Linked DNA regions of Sus scrofa: region 2 is linked to region 1. The links are chromatin contacts, called in public HiChIP or PLAC-seq maps. All regions are on one chromosome and are shown on one strand. The core of a region is the stretch at or near the end of the contact, and the rest is flanking DNA. Distances in the headings are between cores, read along the strand shown.

Region 1 (7,559 bases), core at 2,811-5,310:
CCACCATAAAACCCAACCATTGATTTTTATACCTATCCAGTGGACAAATTCTGGAAAAAAAAATGGATATCTGTTATTTTTGTCATCAGATGAAGCTAACAAAGTATGTTTTCATTTTGGAAAAGAAAAAGAAAAATTACTAGCTTGGTTTTATTCTGGTCAAGATGCCCACATCTAAGTATTCATATAGAAATGGCAGCATCTAAGCCACCTGGTGTGAGCTATTTCAAACCCCCTTCTGGCCCACACCCTTCCTGCTGCTTTAGGTCTTGTTTCTGGTGTGTCTTCGACCAGGTTGTCAGAAGGAACATTGTTGAGGCTGCCTGTGAAGCATAAGATGCAATCTGGGGGGACTGTGAGGAGCCATTGATGATGATGTGTGCCCACATGGATGGGAGTAGATGAGCACAGAATGCCCCAACATGTTGACCAATTCTCAAGCCTCCAGGGAGTCTCTTCTTCATCATGAGCAGGTGGAACATGTGTGCTGGGGGAAAGCCAAATGGTATCTGCCACCCAGATTCCTTAGCGTAGAGTCTTGAACTTTTTAGCAAATACCTTACCAGAGAATCTGTCTACTGGTTTCCTGCTGAGTTCTTTTGGCTCTTCCAGATTTTGGCTTCATCCAGTGCCCATGTTCAGGGGTGCATGGAAACTATAGGGTTAGAAGCCATTGCTGCTGAGAACAAAGGATTCTGCTTGGGCCCCCCCACCCAGTCTTAGGAAATAGTGACTTAGTCATCAATTATAGCAGAAACCATGAGTTATTCTCTCAAACCCACCCTCCCCTAAATACAAAACCTAAGCATTTGCTGGCACATGGCTCTCCAGCAAAAGGCTGCATGTCACAGGCCCCCTTGCAACTAGATGTGAATTAGATGAGTAAATTGCTGCCCTTAGGATGAGAGCAGAATCAAAGTTCCAGGTCACCTTTTTTTTTTTTTTTTTTTTTTGTCTTTTTGTCTTTTTAGGGCCGCACCCGAGGCATATGGAGGTTCCCAGGTTAGGGGTCGAATCAGAGCTGTAGCTGCCAGCCTACGCCACAGCTCACGGCAATGCCAGCTCCTTAACCCACTGAACAAGGGCAGGGATTGAACCCACAACCTCATGGTTCCTAGTCGGATTTGTTTCCACTGTGCAACAACAGGAACTCCCAGGTTACCTTCTTAAAGGAAGCACTTTCTCACTTATCCCTTTTTGCCAGTCAGGATGCAGATCTAGCAGGTATGGTGCTGGACCCACATCCCACATGGACCAGGGCAACGCCTGGATGAATGGGCCACAAGAGAGGAAAAGCCCTGGCCCCTGCTACAATGAAACCTCCGTAACTTCACAGCATCCCTTGACAATTTGCTCTTGGATGGTTATATAAGAGAAACATAACTTCTTCCTTATTTAAGCCACTGAATTTTTGGAAGGGGAAAATGCAGAAACCAATCATTGTTCTTATATTATATTTTTATAACTCTATTATAGTATTTATTACACCAATATAATTACTTTACCTCTCTGTCTCCTTTTCTAGAATATTTCTTCTTTCTGTAATACTAGCATAGAAGAGGCATTCTGTGTTTTATAAATGCATGAGCAATAGAGTGCTGAGGGAAATTTTTGGAAAAAGGAAGGTGGAGAACTAAATACAGATTTTAATTTCACCATTTCATGTTAGCAAAATTTCCCCAGGCCTCCCTGGTCTGGAGGGACAACTAGAGTCCTGTCAGCAATGCACTGGGACAAAAGTTATGAATGCAACGGAGTTCCCTGGTGGCTCAGCAGGTTAAGGATCCAGCATTGTCACCATTGTGGCTCTGGTTACAGCTGTGGAGGGGGTTTGATTCCTGGCTCCAGGAACTTCCGCATGCTGTGGGCGTGGCCAAAAAAAGGTGAGGAATGCATAAGAATGACAGCTTTCCCTTCTCTCACCCTTGGAGGAAAATCCTAGTGTGTCCGGCTTAGCATTCTGTACTGCATCATCTGATCCTGATCAAAATTCACAGCCATCTTTCAGAGCAGATTAATTCATGTCAGGAACCACTGAAAGGGGTGGGGGTTGTGTCAGAAAAGGCTGAGAAGGGAAGCAGGGAGCAGGAGGCCGAGTATACTTACAGTGCATGAGGAGTGGTGAGAAGCCGGGGAAGAAGGAGAAAGACTGAACCAGTGAGCCCGGGGGTGCAAACAGTGTCTCTTTTTTTTGGGCACTATTTGAGAGATACAAGAAAAGACCAGAATTAATGTGCTTCTGATGGCTGGTCTCTGCTCTCTGGCAGCATCACCACGGGAGAATGAGCTGAGGACACTGGACACTGGAATAGCTCCTGCTTCACTGGTTTTAACCCATCTCTTCACAAAGGGCCTCAGCCTGTTCCCCAGTTTACAGCTTTTTTCTGAGAGTCCAAATGTTGTCTCTCCGTACCCACAAATTCCAACACTCATTGTGACTCTGGCTGCTCATGAAGTTGCAGAAAGGCAACCCCTATCCTCCATAGCTGCCGCAGCTATCCCAGCAAAGCCCAGGTCTCTGCTCACAGCAGAGGTCTTCATGAATGCAGACTCCTGGGGACTTTGCATTCTTGGAGGCTCCAGGTCTCCAAGATTGACTGAGGAACTAGTGTCTCAGATGCACTTCCTTCTCCCCTCAATTTTTCTTCCAGATACATATGAAAAAATTAAAAGTTCTTTCTTCTTCAGCCCAAAAAAAAAACCTCATCATGCAACTCAAATACTTGTGGTCCTAGTGTAAAACGCACATCAGAATCAAGCTGACTCAAAGTAGGACCTGGCATTAGTCAAACCTGCAACACAATGAATGGAGCTTAAGATCCTCGCCAGCAATTCAGTCCTGGACTAAATACCTGGAAGGTAACACATCTGAGCTGTCGTGTGGCTCAGGTGGGGAAACCACAACTGCCAATGACTGGTTGGCTGGGACTCCTGGGGTTCCCGTAATAGGGTTGTAATTCCTCAGTCTGATGGACTCATGGTATGAAGACATAGCTTTATGCAGCATTATTAGTTTATGTAAATAAGTCAGAAACTTTTAGCCAGAATTCAAATACCCAGGAAACTGAATTGACTATTAACAAGATTACTGACTTGCAAAAATGCATTTTGTTCTTAATGTTTGACAAATGCAATTTTTGCTCCAGTTGTTTAAGATACAGTTTCTCATGGTTGGTGAGGAAAGAAAGCTGCTTGCTCCAAATGTGCAAAGCAATGACACTTGCGTAACATGGGGCCTTAGGGCGGTGACCAGATGGTTCACTTCTGCTGACAGGCGAGATCCCTGCTAGGCTGTGGATGAAGACATGCAGGCGTTATTGGAATTTCTGTTTTACCAAAGGAGAATTAAGGAATATTTACCAAATGGGTTTTCTGTGTGCCCGTATTTACTACCAAAATTCCCGTGTGAATAAGGTCATACAATAAGCCCTTTATTTGGTATTACATTGTGCTGAGTCCTGACACTAAAACAGAATATCTGAAATAACTGTCATAATGTGTGGCCACCTTAGGCAGAGGACAGAAAGCCTGCAGCTATTTGCAGCTCCCAGCACTTCAAAACGTGCAAAAAAATGCAAGGTAAAACACATACATAGGCGTACACACATACACACCAGTGCTTTACGGGAATGGAAAAGGAAGACAGATTTCCCTCTTTAAATGATATATTCTCTAACCTTTCAGATATGTGAAAGCCAGCTTAAGCTCTGAAGAAAAGGTAAGTTTCATCTACTGGGTGATCTCTGGGATGCCCCCGGGTGATTGCAGATCCCAAATGTAATCATTGAAGTGTTGGCGTTTTTGTTCTCCTTTTCTGCGTGTTCATGGCAGAGCTCCATTGTCTATGCTCTCAGGCAGCTTGTGCTGACAGATTCCACGTGAAATCACAGAGGGCAATTCTCCGCTGCTGACGGGAACGCTGGGGTAGGGGGAGAGCGCCCTTCCGCTGGGGGTTGGGCCCTGACTCAGAGCAGGATGCCCAAGTAATTCAGTTTACCCAGACCAGCCAAGCCTCTGCGTCTGTGCTGAGAATCCAGCCTGGAGAGACTCCTCTAGGATGACACCTAGAGATGACTGAAGGAAACAACTCTGGGCGACCTCAAAGACAAAGTAAGGGTGGGTTCTGTTCTGTGTGCGCATGTGTGCGTGCGTGCGTGCCTGCACGCATGCACGTGTGGGGGCGTCTTGGGTGTGCTGTGGATGGGATGGGGAGGTGTTGCGGACGGTAAGGGAAATTGCCAACTCTTCTTGGGTGTTTGAGAAAAATCCGGTTAGGTTTCTACCTAACAGGATGCAGCATCAAAAAAGAATTTCAGATGGATTTTTTAAAAATATGTAAACAAAACCACAAAGGAATATTTTTTTCCTCTGTAAAGAGATTGTGATTACATCTGACAGAAACATTTAGGAGCACCACCAGCACCTTGTGACTGATGAGAGGTGGAAAGTAAGAGAGAGAGGTTAGGGCTGAGAACCAGATTGGGGCTCCTGTATTCTTCTCTGTGGAGACAAGATACTGCCTGCATCACCCAGCCCCACCTGCCCTAGCTGCTCCGTCACCAAACTCTCAAACAAGGCAGTCCCTGAATTCCTTACTATGACAATTACATCATCTTGCTGCAAATAATGAAAATATCTTTTGAACCAAAACTTAGGTCACAAGGTTCCTGCATGGTCTTAAAATGCGGGCAGGGCTGTGCCTCCAATGAGGGTATAATGTTCGAAAGATGGTTCAGCTTTAAGGACTCTGTGCTCCCAAGTGGGATCTGAAATGCCAGGAGCTGTTTGGTGGGGTGTCTCCCAGGTCCTCAGGTCCTTAGGAGAACCGTGTCTGACCTCATAAAGCACATAATAAAATTTATCTTGGAAAATCTTGGGACTCCATAATCTCCACATGTGGCCTCTGAAGGAATTCTTTTTCCAAAACCATGTTTAATCTCACGAAGCCCAAAGTAAGTCCTAAAAGACTTATTTCTTTCTTTTTAATTACCTAGGTAAAAAATCCCTAATGCATTTCCTTTCAATGGGCTAAAGCCCCACTTCTAGGCTTATTGGAGATTGCATGATGCAGAACATCATTGTGGGGCCCTTTGGCAGTGATGGAATCAGGAGATGCTGGGCCCCATGGCAGAGGTGCTGTGACCAGGTGCAGGCAGCGGCTTCCAGACTAGCCTACAAAGGAGCGATAATCATCTCTCCCGGTATTCTCAGGCAGTTGAGAGCTATGCTAGTTAAGAGTCCATGTGAGGTTATCGATTTTATTGCTTAAATAAATAAAATTTTAAGACATCCCTCGTAATCACTGTGTCTTCTTTGAGCTCTGTCTCCGGCTATGTCTTCTTTATTGCAGGGCGGAGGGAAATTCTCTGTGTCACTTCTACATGCCTTGTGACAAATTTTGCCCCAGACTGCTGTTTCAAGGATACTTATATTAAAAAACAGCCTCGGAGGATACGGATAGAATCTCTTTCTGGGGCAGAGGACATATTTGTTTTCTGGCAATGATAATAAAAATGTCTGTCTCCAGAACAAAGGTTGGGCAGGTTTGCTAAGAGTCCCACTATAAGATCAGAGGTCTTCTAAGCTCACAGCTCCTCGGCTTTGACCTAAACCCTCTGTGTATCCACCTGGGCCCACCTCTGCATCAGCCCCATGGGGCTTGGGGCCGAAGGGGAAGCTATGAGAACATGAGCTCATGCTGCCTGCTGTGAGTAATAAATGTCCTTTGTTGCTGACCAGGGGTCTGCATCTTGTGCCAGCATCAGTGAAGCTCTGACTGGCTAACTGAGTGCAAGCAGAGTAAAAAAATCAGACCCCTCACAATTTTTTTTTTGGTATGGAAGTTCCAGGGCCAGGGACTGAATCTGAGCTGCTGCTACGGCAACACCAGATCTTAACCTGCTGCATCACAGCAGGAACTCCTCACAATTATTGACATTATTTTATCTGGTCATCTCTTTGGGTCATCATTTGACCTGAAGCTGGGGGAAATGATAGTGAAGGTATGATAAGGACAACAAAATCAAATTAAGTAGCTAATGAGAGTTTAATGTTGCTCTCGCCGGGGTCCTGCTAGCCTCCTGGCTGTCTTGACTCCTTCCTTGCCCCCATCGAAGTGAGTACCAGGCCAGTGCATGGCTGGGCGCACTCTGAGTTCTTCAGTGTAGTGGGTGCCTCTGTGTACCAACCACTTCTCAATCCGTGATCTGGGCTTCTTGCCACAGTTTTGAAAGTTTGGAATGCTCCCTGACCTGAGGCTGAGAAGGGTTAAGAAACTTGTCCAATTCACAGAGCCTGGTAATGGAGGAAGGATTTCCATTTGTATTAATCTGGTAGCAAAGCTCATGTTCCTCCCCCCACAACCCTCTGCCACCTCAGTTACACAAATGAAGTTTCAAGGGAAAACAGAAATCGTTTAAGTGGATGTTGGCCAGTCTGCTTAACTTCCTCAAATGACTGCTACTACCCCATTTCCTGATTTGCTGCCCTATTTTATTTGACCCCTATTACTACCAATCCATAGCGGGTCCTCCTCCCTCTTCTCATTAGCATCTCTTTTTGAATGTAGAGATATTAATGGACTTTTTTTCACCACAGATTTAGAAATCTGTGTGCGGAAATGGGCTGAGAAGGATTGAGTCATGCATGATCTAAGACGACAATGACAGGAAGTATAAGATGAACTGACCCTTGACAGCAATGAGAAAGCAATCCATGACCTCAGCTTCCAGTCCTTGGGGTTTAATATGCATCCACTGGAAACCTGAGTTGGGAGCGTGCATTTCCAAGTCTTCTCCATGGGGCCTCATTTGAGGGATGGCTGCCGTCCAGCCCTGTATTTCCAGGAAATGAGCCTTTGATTCTGAATGGTCTTTGCTTTAAAGGAAAGGCATTTCGATGATTCTGGAAAGGAGAAGAACATTTGGGGAAAAAAAAAAAAAAAAAAGCTGATGAAAAGACAGAAAAATCCACAACCCACTTTCATTTTCAGTCTGCTGACACTGGCCACCGCCTGTGTATCTGCTGTGAAAGTCCCTGTGGCCTGTGAGCAGGTGGCGAACAGCCACACTTTCAAGCTCCTCTGTTTTCTTAGAATTCACCAAACTCCTCAACCCCAGGTAATGCCTTGGGGTGTGGAAGTTTTGAAAACAAAAGTGTCTTTACAAATTCATCCTCACCACCGGTTGTAATAGTATTGTATTTTCCCAGCAGAACTTGTATTCCTTGCTGCCTTCAGGATAACGCCAAGGGCAAACACACTCTAAAATGTGACAGGGTTCAATAGCTTACTGCTAATGTGAACTATCATCAGAGTTGAGACGCTGAAAATTATGTAGTGAAAAAGCCGTGTGGAGGGGGTGGGATGCAAAAGACCAGAGACTATAGGAGGAATAGAGAGATGGTTCCAAACATGGGAGATGAAAAATACTGCTGCATGGGAATAACTGGATTGATCCTAATCAATGAGACTCATGAGGAAGCCCCAGTGCAGGACAAGAAATTTGAAGTCTTTTCGGGTTTCCTGATGTGGCACAGTGGATCAAGAATTTGACTGCAGG
Region 2 (7,571 bases), core at 3,010-5,509, 91 kb before region 1:
TCTCTCTTCCAAATTTTTGATAATATTGATATATAATTTTTGTAATGTAAAATTTTTACATAGACCAAAACTAGCTTTGGAAATAATGAGATTTATTTGAAAATAAACCAAAATTCAAGGGAGAGAATGAGGAGTTCTAAGGAAGGCTGTAGCCAATCCACAATCAATGCATGAATTAAGAGGAAGAGAGCAGCTCCTCAGGCTGGGGTCTTTAGGAATGCTTCCTGGAGCATTCGGTGGTTTGTCAGTGGGCTTAAGTACCTGGGGGAGCCTTGTAAGAGCTGGAAACCAGGAAAGAGCCTAAGGGAAGGCAGCAGGCAAGCTTCAGAGGAGAAAGATGTGAGATAATAGCAGGAAACAGCACTTCGTGTCATGGAATCTTTTATTTTCAGTTTTTATCTGCTGATTTTTTTCAGAAAATGTGGTGACTTTAAAGTTGTCACGGTCAAACTAATTCCACCAAACAACTGGTTGTAGAATCATAGCAACATAATTATGAGTTATACTTCTGGCTCCGAATCATTCATCTAAAAATAATCGGAATGACTACATCTTAGGAAAACAAAGCCATTACCTATTCTTGTGCTTCAGCTAACTGGGTAGTCACTTACTGGAAAATGGATCGTAGATAAAATAACTCCATGTTTTTGGAACCCTGCTTGTCACTCTTAACTGAGTAGATTAATAAAAGAATTTAAAAACTTTCAGTCTTGAAGTATTCTCTTGCATGAACATGACTTGGAAAAACTCTTTTCTCATCACACCAGCCTGCCTATGCTCCCCAGGAGGCACAGCCCTGACACTCCTGAAGGCTCAGGGAGTGTGCAGAACGACAGAGGCCAGGGCTGGATAGATGAGGGGAGTAGGTTAGGGATGTTAAGCACGATAAGTGAACCTGTATGCTCCACTGCCCCCAACATAGACCAGCTGCTCTCTGCCCAGCTTCCTTTCATTAGATAAATATTCATTAAATAATATATGAATTAACAGGGTGAATGGTTGATAGGAGTTTATATCCATCCATTAACACTAATTGTCACAAAAGTCCTGCTGGGGAGTTCCCATTGTGGCTCAGCAGGTTAAGGCCCCAACATTGTCTCCATGAGGATGCGGGTTCAGTCCTGGCCTCGCTCAGTGGTTATGTTGCTGCAAGCTGCAGCATAGGTCACAGGTATGGCTCAGAACTGGTGTTTCTGTGCCTGTGGAGTAGGCCACAGCGTGCCTCCCATTCGACCCCCCTAGCCCAGAAACTTCCAAATGCTGCAGGTGTGGCTATAAAAGGGGGAAAAAAGTTCCTACTAAGTGGGTAACACAAATGCCAGTGTCCTTAGGTTCTTTAACTGACTCTAGGGGCTTTGGGGTTTTGTTGGTTTGTTTGTTTAGATCAGAATAAAATAAAAGTGCTTAATTGTCATCTCGCACATTGGTGATAAATCTGGGGATCTTTCCCACTTCTCCAGGTTTCTTTTCCCTACCTCACATTCTATTTTCCTACCCGGGCCAAATTCTTCATCTCTTCTCCTCATCTCTCTTGTGTTTTCGTTCCCTTCTCCTGTACCCAAAACACATCACCCACATATGATTGCTTACATAACACACATCTACCTATATTCTGGTGAAAGGGTAAGGGACACTCCACTGTGGTGCCCAGTAACTGCTCAACATTGAATATGAAGACTCTTGTCCCAAAGAGGGCCCCAGATTTTTGGCTATTTTGCTGGATTTCTCTCCTTCCTGGGCTTGGTGCTTTCATCTCAAGCTCTGGGGAATGCTCAAAATTCTTTATTCACCATGCACAGTGATTTAGTTCTCTCTCTGGGGCTTCCTTCTTCATATCCAAAGCAGGCTCATCAAGGTATTTTCCTAAATTAGAGTCTTTGGAATCTGAAGGCTGTAGTCGTCTTTAGTTTTAAATAGAATTTCCCCCACCACTATGTTATTATCTACATTTTACACAAGATGAAACAAGTTTAGTGAAATTAAATGATTACCCAAGAAAAAGGGCTAAAGTATGCATTAAAAGCCTGGCTTGCCTTACTCAAAGCTTATGCTCCTTCCTCTAAACGAGGATGAAAGCCAATACTTACTGAATGTTTACAACATGCCTGGCTCTGTTCCAAGAGCTTTAGGGGCTTCAATTCATTAAATGCTCACATTTACTCATATCTACTTTACAGGTAGAGAGAGAGCAAGTAACTTGCCCAAAGTCACAAAGCAAACAAATGGAACGGCCAGGATTAGAACCCAGATTGTCAGTCTCTGTGGTTCCCATCATCAGCTATCGTTTTCCACCAGCCTCCTGCTCTAGCTCCTTGCAGTTCTGTCAGTGGCTGGAAATGGGGGCAGATGCTGGATGACAGTCCAATCTGTACCCTGAAAATGACATCAGTGTGTTTTAGAAATTCAAGTTTTCTGAAGCTGTGACAACACAGGGGCATCGCTGGGGTCTGAAGGTACAGACTAGATTTGCTCAGTGACAAACTGAGTTATAAACTTTATAAATGCTGCTTTTGAAAATAATAATGTGATTCGGTCTCTTCTTGTTTGCCGCGTTGCTGCAAATTCACTTAATTCATTTAGTCAGTCGTTCAAGATTTATCAAGGGTCCTCTGTACCTCAGGTCCTGTTAGGCACTGAGCAACCAAAGACAAATTCTTCAGTTCCAGGCTCGGTCCTACAGTAGTCCAGAATCTTATGGGGAACTTGTTGTCCAGAACATGCTGTAATATGACTCATTCATCAAATAGTTACACATTTGATGATATTTTAATCCACAGGGAGTCATATTTCAGATCAATGCATGAAAGAGATGTCTAAGAATTACTCCTTGGAGGAAAGAAAAATGGCTCTCTCTCCAGTGGTAGCAAACCTCCAACATAGGAAGTGGACCAGCAGAACCAAGATGACTGCCTGGCCAGGATTCTGTAAAGAGTGTCCAAAGATACATACAATGCCTTGAAAAGTTCTCATCCTGGAGTCCATGGTGCATATTCTGAATGTTAGGACATTTATAACAGTAGGAGTATGGAGTCTACACAGAAACATAAAAAGGCAAGTTAAAGGGTAAGATTATGGTGAGCATTTTTTCCAGTAGTGGTCTAGGGGAACTGATGCTAAGATTCCAGATTTCCCTGCCCAATTCTTCAGAGAAAAAAATTATTAGCATGAAGAGGGTCATTAAACTGGGTCACCATTGCTTATGGAACTATTCCTTAAGAATAGAGAACTTGCTTCGATTTATTTTATGGTCAGAGTTCTGATCTAAAGTTTGATTTCCTGAGTGGACATGACCATCAGGGCAAGATGCCCCATAGAGATGACCACTAGCAATTCTTTGGAAAGGAACATCTCTTCACTTTAAATTATTAAAGTGGACATTTTCGTTTAGAGCTGAATCTTAAATGTGAACTAAGTCAGTGGTTTTCAAGCTGTACTCGTAGGGCCTCATTTGCAAACAGTGAAAGTTTTAAATTTCATGTGAAAATTGTGTGTTGCTTTGTGTCTGGTTTATGCAGTGGAGATTTGCGATTGGGTTTCATTCAGGGGGTAAAAAGAGTCCCGTTGCAAAAAGTGACTATCTCGTAGATTTTGGTCCATTTCTCTATTCCTAAGGAACTGAGGCCCAGAGACATTAAAGGATTCACTAAATCTTAAAACCACGTCACCACCCCCTGCCCAGTCCACCATGCAGACCTTCTACTTTCTGTCCACGAGCCACTGTGAGTTTGGAGAGCATGACAGTTACACGGGCCGATGTGAGTGGGTACACTATACATTCCCAGTACTAGCACAGCTAAGAAGAAGGCTCTAAATGGGAAGGTTCTACTAAAATACTGACCAGCCAGCTACCATTTATTGTTTATATAATAATCTAATATATAATCTAATTATAGATAATGATATATAAATATATAATTAGTTTCTATAAAATTTAATTATATATAATAATCTAATATATAATCTACTTATGCTACTTAACCTAATTTGAACCTCACAGTAGTCTGCTGAGATGGGCAGAGCAAATATCTCCCCAGCCCCCATGCTTAATTTTGCAAAAGGTAAAACTGTCTCAAATATATTGATTTTTCTCAAGGAAACCTATTAGTAGATTTTTTTTTTTTAAAGCCCCAAATTCTAGTCTTCTTTCAGAAAGACAAAGCTCAGTTCCTTTTATATCCTGATTAATCCACCTAGTACGAATCTGCAGCGCCTATGTGGACGGGAGACCAATGATGTCATTAAGTAGAACAGCTTCCAAAACTGACAGGCATAAAAATGGAGGACAATGTTTAGATGCCAAACTATGAGCCGTGGACATCTGCTGATCTTTATAGTTATTGCAAGGAGACTCACAGTGTCCTGAAATATCCTTATCTGTACTCTGAATAAGGTGGCTTGTATTGATATGTATGCCTGTTCTTCAAATGAATGTATATGCTGTTTTATGCAGTAAGGTATGATTTTAATTAAAAGTATTATTGAATTCATAACCATGTGCTTTGTCCTAACGTATTGTCTCAATCAAATACTACTAAAACTACAATTATGTGGGGTTCTGTGAAATTCTTTCATGTTAAAAAAATGGGATCATATTTGAAAAGCTGACCATCTGTTTGAGGGTAAAATAAAAGGAACAGAACAATATTAGGTAGGAAATAATTATTTAAAAACATATTTTGTATCTTCTCCTGTGTTTCTATGTTATATAGCTAAATTATTACTCTGTTTTCCATGCTGAATGGCAGCTTCTTATCTGGCTTTGTTTCTTATGTGTGGTCAGATCACTGGTTCTCAGAAAAACTACCCTCTAGCCTAGCCCTACATTCCTCCAAGATAATATCATCTACAGGGGTCAAGTTTCTTGCCAGAGGAGTCCATTCACCAAAGTAAACAAACTAGAAGTACAACCACGAAATGTTAAAGAAACTGTCAAACTTGGACAGGAATTAATAACAAATACTATCGTAACTATTAAGCGTCTCTTAAAGAAAGTAATATCCGGTCAAAGTGACCTACAGAATTGGAACAGTAAGCAGAACACAGAAAGGGCCTTAAGCAACACCATCTAGGAACCCTGAGGTAATGGATCGGCTCCGTGTCTGCTGAGAACTCCGGAGAAACAGCTGTTCCCTTCTCTCAAAACAAACCCGACTCCCTTGCGTTTCAGTCTGCTTACTAGCTCAGATCTGCTTTTGAGGAGTAAGCCAAGCACTTAGCCGCTGGTGATTTACCTGAGGGAGGGCAGTAAGGAAACTTAAAAAACAAAAGTCAGCTTGAACAGGCCCTGTTTTCTATCTTTTCTCCATCTCTGGCAATCTTCCATTCAGTCCACCTACACACCCCCTCGCCCTTCCTTACATTTGATCCTTTGTGAGATGAAACATGGAGACAATGGAAAGCAACTGGGAAAGAAACTAAGCATTTCCGTCTGGAAACGTTACCTATTTTTAAATAACAACTCAGAATCTGTAAATATTTTTATTAGAAAACTCGACGGGAAAATCAATTTTTTTTTTAAGTCAGAACTAGAATTTAAGGTCTCCCTTCAGTGTACTATTAAAATTCTTTATATCTGCAGCCCATCTAGGCTTTTACTTCTGGAGATGGAAGTTTTTGTTCTTAATCCTAGATCTATCTCATGAACTAAAGTCATATAATTCCACGTAGAGCTGGGATTTGGAAGCAGAGTAGAGAGAGGAGAGTCAGCAATACAACATACAGTGTAATGTAGCAGAGCTTTGAACTGACCTACAGGCAAGTCCTGTGATCTCTCTGGACCCCAGACAACTCATCTATAAAATAAAAAGGTCATATTAGACAACCTTTAAGTTTTCTTGCTAATCCAACATTGTATGATCCTTAAAAGTCTGAATGGGAAGTGAAATGAGAAGGAGTGTAGCAAACGGAATTATGGGTGTGATTATTGGATTATTCCCAATTCTTCACTCCTTCCCTGATGTAGAATTATACAGCTTTGTAAGCTGTCAAGTGGCTCTGCTGTACCTCCTTCCAGAGTAGGCAGAGCATGTTTCCCCACCCACTTCATATTGGGCTTGGCCATGTGACTTGCTTTGGCCAGTTGAAGTTAGCAGATGTGATGTAAGCAGAAGCTTTAAACATGCCTGTCTTTAGCTTTGTAAATCTACAGAAACTTTGCTTCTGCAATCTACTAGCTAGCCACTGATTCGAGAACGAGGAGATGTGGAGCTGACCAAACTTTGAGCAAGAAAACAAGAATTTGCTCTTTTAAGCCCCCCCCCCAATTAGTGGTTGGTTGTTATGCAGCACTATTGTGGAAATCTGACGAATACATAGACTTCTTGCTCTTTGACTTTTTTGGTGCATTTTATCCAACAATATGCCCAACTGATCTGAAAATATCTTCAAGGCTGTTGAGCTGCATTAGAAGCATCTAGGCATTTTAAGTTGACCATAGAAATGTTCTCCTCATTATGACCATTGTTAGCACTAAAAAGACTACACAACTTAAAATTCGTTTACTGAACTTTTGTGTAAAGAACTGTGTGTTCCCAACCTCTATTGAGAAATGATTTCTATGAAACTGTGCTGTGTTGATTGTAAGGATGGTGGTCATTATAATTTACAGTGAAATCTTTGTGACAGTCTTTTAGAAAAATTTCTTCCTGGTTTAAGTAGCTGGAGAAATTATATTTATTCCAAGCAATTTATTTGTTTGACTCTTTGGACACTAGTTCTATAACTGGTTGTGAGCCTTTGTGGTATTGCTTGCAAAAGTCAGAGCCAAATATATAGCCTTCTACAAGGAAGTACATGTAGGTGATCTTGCAGCATACATTTTGTTCACTAACCTCTTTCCTGGTTTCATCTTTTTTTCCTATACTCGTTTTCTCTTTATTTTCCTTCTAATTTATTATTGATATTGTATTAGGTATTATTATATTGTATGTGTTTATGTAGCCACCTTAAATCCCTTTTGGGATAAAATCAAGAATATAATGAAAGAAACTATTGTTAATAATAAAAATACTCATTGCAATTAGTACAATGGAGATAAAAGTATAATTACACCATTGATCCATCAACTCTTTTGTGGTTAAATCTTACTGGGATTATGGTATTTCTTTAAACCATCTCGAAGAAGATATTGCTTAAAAAGCACTGATATCCATTTGTATCATTTCAAATCCATCATCAAAATAAATGTAGGGATGAAAAACTATCTTAAAGCTGCTTGAAATTGAGAAGTTTTTTATTTACTAAGAAATCGAGGAGTTTCCGTCGTGGTGCAGTGGTTAACGAATCCGACTAGGAACCATGAGGTTGCGGGTTCGGTCCCTGCCCTTGCTCAGTGAGTTAACGATCCGGCGTTGCCGTGAGCTGTGGTGTAGGTTGCAGACACGGCTCGGATCCTGCGTTGCTGTGGCTCTGGCATAGGCCGGTGGCTACAGCTCCGATTAGACCCCTAGCCTGGGAACCTCCATATGCCGCGGGAGCAGCCCAAAGAAATAGCAAAAAGACAAAAAAAAAAAAAAAAAAGAAATCGATATTTAATTCTATTACTTTTTGAAGTGAATTTTTTTTTCCATACC

What was found. HiChIP or PLAC-seq counts read pairs in DNA pulled down with a chosen protein or histone mark.
Region 2: a contact with region 1 is called in an H3K27ac HiChIP or PLAC-seq map of skeletal muscle. The contact joins two enhancer-like sites. A contact is called at or near these places in 10 of 47 Hi-C or Micro-C datasets (embryonic fibroblasts, fetal heart ventricle, liver and 5 more) and 2 of 2 datasets of contacts at active chromatin or transcription factors (alveolar macrophages and skeletal muscle).

Annotation. Positions count from the first base shown.
Region 1 is chr1:43,281,687-43,289,245 of Sscrofa11.1, reverse strand. No RefSeq gene overlaps it. Among named protein-coding and RNA genes, the nearest start is that of ASF1A, 70 kb to the right of the region's middle. Within about 2 kb of position 4,060, at least 39 of the 83 cell types and tissues checked have an H3K27ac peak or open chromatin away from gene starts, as enhancers often do. A contact at or near this core is called in omental adipose tissue and skeletal muscle, where this site is marked.
Region 2 is chr1:43,372,644-43,380,214 of Sscrofa11.1, reverse strand. LOC110260246 (a long non-coding RNA gene) reads right to left here. Exons shown (of 2, transcript XR_002343179.1): 2 at 1-3,031. Among named protein-coding and RNA genes, the nearest start is that of CEP85L, 16 kb to the left of the region's middle. Within about 2 kb of position 4,259, at least 13 of the 83 cell types and tissues checked have an H3K27ac peak or open chromatin away from gene starts, as enhancers often do. A contact at or near this core is called in omental adipose tissue and skeletal muscle, where this site is marked.